Linked DNA regions of Mus musculus: region 2 is linked to region 1. Evidence: chromatin contacts called from public promoter capture Hi-C data. All regions are on one chromosome and are shown on one strand. The core of a region is the stretch at or near the end of the contact, and the rest is flanking DNA. Distances in the headings are between cores, read along the strand shown. Region 1 has its middle 62 kb from the start of Mpdz. Region 2 holds the start of Nfib (nuclear factor I/B).

Region 1 (4,376 bases), core at 1,357-3,856:
AGCTGTATAGTTACATTTACCTTCAATAGATACCTCATAGCTGATTATGTAAAATATAATTTAAGCTATTATTATTGAAAGAATAATGTTTAAGGCGATAGTAGTTTGACTTGTTTCCTAGATTGTTTAATTTCATAGTGGATTTTAGAAAACACCCATGCAATTGACAACCTCCATACGTGTGGCATGACCCTCTTCTCAGGGCAACAAGATCAGATAGCGATTCATCTGTGTGGCACGTAGCACAAAGCTCATGCCTTAGTTTTTGTTGTTTCGTGGTCTGAGGGATTCGCAAAATCAACTGAAGGGATAAACCAGTAGATTCATAGCAGAATGTTGCATTTTTAAGAATCTGAAGATGTCGTGAAGACCATGCCAAGGGAAAATGATGATATTTCTAGACCCATTAATCTTAAACCTTTCCTGTTAACTTCAAGTCCAAGGACTTTAGCTAATACATTTTGTATTGATAGGCACTGCAAATTGTTTTCATATGTGTGCTGTGGCCAGTGTCTGTCCTTGGGCAGTGCTGGAATGTTAGCAGTAAATGAGAAGAAGCTTCTATTTTTTTCCTGTGTTTTGAGACTAACTGATCATCCTGAGAATTAAAAGAAAAAAATTTTTAAAGATTTTTTAGGTATTTTTTTATTGTGGTTGTTTCTTTGCACCACACCTCTAAGACTCAGCTAGTTGAGTCTCTGGAATCAAAGTTATTACCATCCTGACAAGAAACATGCTGACATGAGCAACAGTAAGCAAGGAGCAACTCTAAGTGTGACAGTCACCTCCACCATCTGAAACAGCGGAGCTTTTTGTCCACCCTCTTCACTCAACCGCTACCTCTAGAATGGAGAAACTAGATGAACTCTGAGCCCTCCTGGGACTCATAGTCTTTGAGCTGGTTTACCATCACATAACTGTTCAAGCATTTCAACAAAGGCTTCTTGAATGAACATGCAGGTGTTTGGCACCATACGGCCAAACATCTGAATAGGTACACTAAAGATTTTCATTTTCTGAAGATACTTAATTTGTTAAAGATACTATGCCTGAACTTTTGATAGAATGTTAGAAATTTATAATGCTAGCAATAATGATTTGTTGGGTAAAGAATGCCTTTTACTTGAGCCACATAGAAAGGACAAACCAGAAAAGATGTTAGCTCTACCTTTCCATATCTTTTAATAACAAACTTCTAACACTGGGAATGAAGGATAAGTTTCATTACTTGTTGACTCTCTTAACATCTGCTCTCTCTCCACTTCTTGCTCATCATTGTCATAAGGTAACCATGGAAATGAGAATCTGGCTTTTATTAACAAAGCCAGGGAAACCTGTGCAGAAACAAGGAGGTAGCCCACCACTCGCTTAGCAGTTGTTGTAAGGCTGAAATACCTTAAAGGCTTTTTCCTTTACACTGAAGTTCTTTTTCTGGTACACATATAAACAGGCCTGCATACCAAAAACATGCAGTCACTGCCTACATTCACTAGATGAGAGTTGGGCCTGCAGCCATACCACCAACAGACTAAGAATTTGCCAAGGCTCACAAAGAAGAGTCAGGCCAGATTTTCTCTCGAAAAATTAACTCTGAAATATCAAGTCAGGAGAGTAACAAGGTGTCAGAACGTACTCCAGGTGACTCCAAGATATGACGAAGTCCGATGGGTTCAGGCTGCAGTGGGACATCTCTGCATTACTTCTTGTTAATCTCTATATTTTTATGGGCAGTGAAATTCTGGTAACCTTCAACAGGGTGCATCTTTTTTTTTTCTGGGTTTTTGTTATTCCACTTTTACATTATTTCCCTTTCTTTTTTCCAATACACTATTTTGAACCTTAATTATATTTGTGTTTTCTTAGCCAGGTGATCAATCTTCATCTCTCCATTCTATGATATTCATTTTATTTCTTACTCTAAGTCAAGCTTGTAAATCCCTTCTTGCTACTTCCTGCTGAGTTTAGCTCCTAGCTCTAAGCTTTTCGTCAGGTTCCTCACCTGGAGTCAATATGCTTTGCTATTCAAGCATTGACACAGGACTGCAAGTCAAGATTATCGCAGAGCCATTCAGCACTATATTCTAGAGAAAATGCTAGAATACTTTCCCCAAAATATTCTAGACAAGAATTTTATTCAGATAAGATTTATCAGTATGAATGTGAAGTTTTCGAGGATTTGTTTTAAACCTGAGGACCGTTATCTGTCTGCCTCTCTTACTGCTCCAATCTGTGGTCCTTTTTCATTTCTATTGCCCCATGGCTGACTCTTCTTTCCAGGAAGTAACAACCTTCAGTTTGCTTTCTCTGTACTATCTCCTTCCTGGTGCTTCTTCAACAACTAACCATACTTCTCCATGAACAACACATACACACACATTAGTTAACATGCTGCTAGAATTCTCCCTGCCGCACAGTGGGGAGTGCCTCTCTGAGTGTTGTGCACATCCTAATTTCCAGATTCTGTAAATTAACTGGGTTGGCCCCAAACAATTTATATAGATTCTTGCAAAAAGAGGAGACTTTTCTGGCTGCAGGCAGAATGAGGTTCAGCAACAGAGAAAGGTCAGAGAGATGTGAATGGTCAGGTTTTACAGAGAGGAAGGCAGTCACAAGGAATGTGATCTCCCACGGGTGAAAAATTAGTGTTGTTGAAACTACTGACCTTCTGATAAATCATTAACAGAAGCAATGAAAACAAATGTACCTGGGTTCAAATTCCACATTTACTAAAATGATTATAAATCGAGACCATCAAAACATAGGATTTTTAAAGCTCCACTCTAATGGCAAGATTGCTCTCCCAGGCTAAGCTATCTTCCTTCGGAGGCCAAGATACTGCCTAATTACTGTAACGAATGAATATAAACTAACATGCTAATCAGTTTCATCCCGTGAGCTCAGAGAATTTTCAAGTATGACAAAATAAAGCCCTTAACGGATATTTTAGCTCACCGCTTAAGTGAAATAATTAAGTTGATGTAGAGAAACATAAAGTCAATGACTAGGTGGCTTGTACATATGAGCTGTTAAATGAAATTTTCCTGGTCAAATCTCCATTTAACATATTTTAAAAAATAAGGTTAGAATTAAAAAAGAGACTATCCACTCAGCAGCAGTGCACAGTTCATTAATTCACTCCTATTTATTTATTCAATAGCTCTTAAGTACATATATTATCGGCCATAAATAATTAAAGGCAGGTGTAGAACTGTAGACTCTCTCTAGCTTGTAAGAATTACACGAGGAAACAGAATTAATTCCCTTGACCTGGTAGTTCTGAGGAAGTAAAGGCAGGCCTGTCACAAAGGAAGCACAGGGCTTTTATAAAGGCAAGAGGGGAAAGACATGCACATGTCACTGATGACACCTTCACATAATTAACAACTGAAGCTTGAGGTTGCCCACTTCAGAGACTAAGCAGTCAATTAGAAGTATTAACTGAATACAAACTGTGTGTCCGATTTGGGGTGTCTAACAGCATAGGCTATGTCGGTGAATACAAACTGTGTGTCCGATTTGGGGTGTCTAACAGCATAGGCTATGTCGGTGAATACAAACTGTGTGTCCGATTTGGGGTGTCTAACAGCATAGGCTATGTCGGTGAATACAAACTGCGTGTCCGATTTGGGGTGTCTAACAGCATAGGCTATGTCGGTTTTACCTTTTGCTTCTGGAGGTTAGCTATGGTTCTGTTTCTCAAGGAACACAGACATGGAACAAGTAATTACCTATTAAACACAGGCCAAGAGGACGTGTGTGCAAATAGGGTCTCGATTAAGAATCAGAGACTTGAGGCACCAGTGAGCTAGCTCCAGGCGTAAAAGTTTTGTTGCCAAGTCTGACAACTTGACCTCTATCCTCCACTTGGTGGAAGGAAAGAACTGAACCCTGCAAGTCCAGATTCCACATTCACTCTGAGAGCCATGCACAATAAATATCTGATTTAATAAAAAAGAATTTAAAAAGCATCAGAGGGCTGGTGAGATGGCTCAGTGGGTAAGAGCACCCGACTGCTCTTCCGAAGGTCCAGAGTTCAAATCCCAGCAACCACATGGTGGCTCACAACCATCCGTAACGAGATCTGACGCCCTCTTCTGGAGTGTCTGAAGACAGCTACAATGTACTTCCATATAATAAATAAATAAATAAATAAATAAAAAAAAAAAAAAAGCATCAGAAAAGTTTGAAAAGGGTGCCACTCAAGAGCGCCAAGGCTAGACAAAGAAAGAGCTGGTGTTTGTTTTCTTCAAAGAGCATTTGCTCTAGCTCTCCCCACCCCGCCCCCTTTTCTCCCAAGGGTTGCTGTTCTTAATGATTACCATACCAGTTACAGCAACAAGTTTAGAATAAACTCTATCAAATACAGCTTTCACTGA
Region 2 (4,376 bases), core at 767-3,266, 1.0 Mb after region 1:
TTGAATTAACTGCTGTAAATTAACAGTTCTGGACTAGGCTGTTTAAGCTATCATCAGTTGGTGAGTTCGTCGGGCATCCATGAAAGGATGAAAGCGCCCCAGGTAAGTCTCTAGATCTGACCACTTCTTCATTTTACCATCTGACTGAAGGGATAGAAACTAGTTTGGGTTTTTAGGTATAAAGACAGTGTTTTACCTCCTAACGTTGTTCCTTAAGGCAAATTTCCAAGTTAAAAAAAAAAATCTCACTTTTCTGATACTACTTTATGCCTTGCGAGCGATGTTCAAATATCATCAAATGAACAAGTCTCACTTTTAAAACAAACGTGTCCTAAAAGTCCTAAAAATTCACCACAAACACTTCAACTTCTTGTCAGCGTAAAAGATCGCCTCTGAAGTGAGGTCTTTAAAAACCCGAAATGTGGGTCACTGTAGAACAGGACTTTAGGCACCCCAAAACGCAAAGTAATAAGTCCTCTGGACCACCACCTAGACTGGCGGCGTCACCCGCCCACTGTGGGCAGCAGAGTCCAAAGGCGCTCAAGCCTAGTTCTCAGCCCCTTGCCCAAGAGTCCATCTACAGACGCTCCCAAGCCGGAGTCCGCCCCACGCGCACCGGCCAGGGAGTGAGGGTGCCGCCGCGGCCACCACCGCCGCCGCTGCCTTCGCCGCAATCTCCTTAGGGGCGGACAGGGGCTCACGGCCGCAGGTCTCGGCCCTGCCCACCCCCAGCAGCCTCGCCCGCCCGGTGCCGGCTCTCCCCGCTCGGGCGCTGGGATGGGCGCACACGGCAGCCGTGGTCCCACGCCGCCCGCACAGCCCACCGCAACTCCGCACTACTTCTCGGGGAAGACCAGGGTGTGCCAAGGTTAGGCAAAGCCTTTGAGGGTCTGCAGCACAAGAGCAAGAAGACACAACAAAGGCGTCTGGGGCCAGAGAAAGCTCGAGAAAGCGACCAAGATAAGTACCTGAGTGAGACAGATGGGAGAATACATCATGACTTCGCCTTAAAACGCACTTTCCCGGAGATGCCCAAGAAAATCTTCCAGAAGCAAGGATTTCATCTATTCATTTTACAGTCATCTGAGCCCAGCGATGCGATCAATCAGGACGGGGCACTGCGCCGGTTCACCGCAACTTCGCAACAAACCCAGTCCTCCTTAAATAGCCAAAGATTCAAGTTCACTCGGCGAGCTAGATTTCCCGGGGTGAAATCCAATCTACACTTTTAACCCTCTTGCGGTTCGCGCGCGCCGGCCGAGCTCTCCGAGGCTGCCGCCGCTGGTGCAGGCTGCTGGTCGCCTGGTTTAGGGGATTTGTTTTCTGTTTTGCAGTTGTTGTTGTTGTTGTTTGTTGTTGGGGGTTGGGGTGCGCGAGGGTTCGGTGTGGGTTGGATTGGGGTGATGGTGGGTGGTGAAATGTTTTTTTTAAAAAAAGGCGGGGAGGGGGGCGCAGGAGGCCAGGCGGTGGGGAAAGCGAGGAGAATGTGTCACCGCGCTGGTAAAGTTCAAGGTTACCGCCGCCAACACTGCAGCAGGATCCGGGAGTGGCGATCGCAGGCGAAACTTTGCTGCGAGCCGACCACGTGTGTGCGCGAGGGGGAGCGCAAGCGAGTGCGCGCGGGTGGCGGGGCGCGCGCAGGAGAGGGCCGGGTGGGGGTGGGGGTGGGGGGGAGCAGGGAGAGGCCGGGGTGAGGGAGGGGGCGCAGGCGCGGAGCTCCCGGGCGGAAAAGCCTTTGCTGCGCTCCTGCCCCGCCGCACCGCCGCCCGCCCGCTTCGCCCCGGGTCTGACCCGCCGCGCGTGGACTCCGCTGCCGGTGCCGCTGGCCACAGCCCACGGAAAGGATCGGAAGGACCTCCTGAAAAAAATCCCAAACGATCGATCCCGCTTGGCTGCAAACTCCTCTTTTCTGTCCTGGGCTCTATTCCCCCTCCCTCTCTCGCTTTCTTTCCTTGAAAAACTTGCAAGTTGAAAGATTCACCGGTTCCACCCTCTGGACCCCGCTCGAGCTCTCTCCAAATCAGACTTAAGGATTGTTTTATTATTTAATTACACAATCACCGCTTTACTCCTCCTCCTCCTGCAAACGCGCGTTCCTTTTGCACCAGCCTCTCCACACCCCCCGCCCCCCACCTTCCTCCTCCTCCCGCGCGCCTCCCCCAGCCCTCGCGTCTCTCCCCCTCATTTGTTAAAGGTATCAGACCGGTGCCACAGTATTGGGACTTTTCTTTTCTTTTCTTTTCTTTTTTCTTTTTTCAAAAATAGCTCTTCTCTCTGCCACTCTTCGTTTACCCCCGAAAACCCGCCCAGGGAGAGGTTATTTCACTGCTCGCTGCAGACGCTCAAGACGCGAGAACATCCTAAGGGGAGAAGCCCTGAACCGGCCTGGGCCCAAGAAAGAAACGAATGGAAAATTCCCTCACACCCAGGCCGCCCCGAGCCGGGGCTAGGGCGCCGACTCTAGCACCCCAGGCGGCTGGAGGGAGAGGGAGGGTGGAGGCGGGGGCCAGAGTGAACTTGGCCTCCTGGAGTTGCAGCGGACGGGCGCGGAGCCCGGGGCGCGGCGGGCAGCCCAGCCCGGAGCTCGCACTGGCGATCGGAGAGGGGCGCCGGGGTCCCCAGGGTCCCCCGAGCCTCGCCGCAGCGGCCCGCCCTCCCCCGGCGCCCGGTGCACGTGGCCGCGCTCGGAGCGGGAAGGCCGCGCCACCGCTCGCCCCTCCTCTCCTCCTCCTCCTGCCGCGCTGGCCGCGTCCCAATCCCCACCCCCAGAGCCCGGGGCGCCGGCGGAAAGCGGCTCCCTTCCCGCGGGGGTGCGGGCAGGGCGGGGCCGCGGCGCGCCCGAGGCTGCGGGGCGGGAGCGCGCGGGGTGCGTGTGCGGCTGCGGGTCTCCCCGGCGGCTCCCGCCGGCTCCCCGCCCCGCCCCCCGCCGAGTGAATGAACTTGATTCCCGGGACCCTGGAGGCGACCGGCCAGCACCCCCTTTCGCGCGGGCACTCTCTCCCACACACACCGCCCCCCAAATTCCGGGTTTCCGCTAGGGGTGGGTGGGGAAATGGAGGAATCAAAGGCTGCCCCAGACAATGGAGAAAGAAAAGTGAGCGCCCGGGGCTCCATGTCGCCCTAGCTTGGGGCCGCCGAGCGTTTCCAGGCCCCCCGCGGCCTCCCGCTCCCACCCCGCGTCCTGGACTTTCCCCCCCTCAACTTTCTCCAGTCCTCGCACTCCTGACCACCGTGCCCTCCCCCAGCGGACCTGAAAGAACCAGTGACTTTTTCCTTCCCCAAGTGGAAGTTACCCACATCAAGCATTTCACAACGACACATCAAGAAAAGTAGGCAGGTTCAAGTCAACCATGAAATGGTCACTTTTTAACCCCGTCCTGTCCTCATTAGGGAAATGCTCAAACACAGTCCGTTTTCAAAAAGCGCTCTTAATGAGGCGAGCTTGCCAAGTCTACCAGCTGCAGCCCCTGTAAACCAAGAGCCTGGTGAAGAAAGGCGCAGGGGGTGGGGAGGCGGGGAGGGCGGCGGGTCTAGGAGGACAGGTAAAGTCGGGGGAAACTGTGAGAACCGGGGCGAGTTAACCCTTTAGGGCACGCGCCACGGGGAGCGGCCTCCGTGCCCCCGCTAGGCAAATCCTCTAGTTAGCGTTCTGACAACGTTAATTTCTTTTGTACTGGTCATTTCTTCTTCTTGAAAAGCTGGGACAAAGTTGACAGTCTTTATAGATGAAAGGAGGTGACAGTCGGGGTTAATCCAAATAAATACTCACTTCTCTCATAAATTTTAGGCAACCTCATCTTAACTTTTAAAAGAAAGACGGGACGGGAAGAGGGGGGGAATAAAAACGAACAATCCCAAAGCATCACTTTGTAGTGAGCTGCATCCCTTTTCTCACCCTCCCCAGAATCTGCGGGAGGGGGCGGGGACGCTCCACTGATAATACCAGCTTTAACTACTGGAGTTTCCCTTTGAACAAATATTCAATTTAACTGGAGTTAATTTACCATAAAAGACATTCCCCTTGGCGCGAATGCACTCATGTCCTTGAACACACCTCTTTGAATGCCTGGACTCTTACAGAAGCCATTATTTCGGGGTCTCTTTAAAAATCCAGCGCCCATCTCTCTGCTTCCCTCCCTTCCTCCCTCCCTCCCTCCTCACTACACCACCCCCAGCGAAATCCTGGCACCCAGAGAGCACTCTTTTTCAGCCAGAGCCCAGAAACAGCCGTTGTCCCCTGGCAAAAGAGGCCCAGTGCTGAGCCCTGGGCAAGTGTCTCCAGACATCCCTACCTTTTCTCCCTTTTATTAGTTTTCTTTCCCAACAGAACCCATTTACTTTGCCACTAAAACTAGGTTGCATCCAAAAGTTTCTAA

What was found. Promoter capture Hi-C pulls out the DNA fragments that hold promoters and counts their contacts.
Region 2: a contact with region 1 is called in a promoter capture Hi-C map of liver, with 15 times the contacts expected there. The contact joins the promoter of Nfib here to the enhancer-like site in region 1. A contact is called at or near these places in 12 of 39 promoter capture datasets (the 3T3-L1 cell line, 3T3-L1-derived adipocytes, the C10 cell line and 7 more), 1 of 15 datasets of contacts at CTCF or cohesin (the NIH/3T3 cell line), 12 of 484 Hi-C or Micro-C datasets (cerebellar granule neurons, cerebellum, cerebral cortex and 5 more) and 17 of 115 datasets of contacts at active chromatin or transcription factors (the NIH/3T3 cell line, VIP interneurons, astrocytes and 14 more).

The regions. Positions count from the first base shown.
Region 1 is chr4:81,502,670-81,507,045 of GRCm38.p6, forward strand. No RefSeq gene overlaps it. Among named protein-coding and RNA genes, the nearest start is that of Mpdz, 62 kb to the left of the region's middle. Within about 2 kb of position 2,607, at least 8 of the 459 cell types and tissues checked have an H3K27ac peak or open chromatin away from gene starts, as enhancers often do. A contact at or near this core is called in kidney and liver, where this site is marked.
Region 2 is chr4:82,503,763-82,508,138 of GRCm38.p6, forward strand. It overlaps Nfib (nuclear factor I/B), which reads right to left and starts at 2,017. Exons shown (of 12, transcript NM_001113209.2): 1 at 969-2,017. The coding sequence starts at 998. It overlaps Gm11266 (predicted gene 11266), which reads left to right and starts at 4,227. Exons shown (of 2, transcript NR_137202.1): 1 at 4,227-4,376.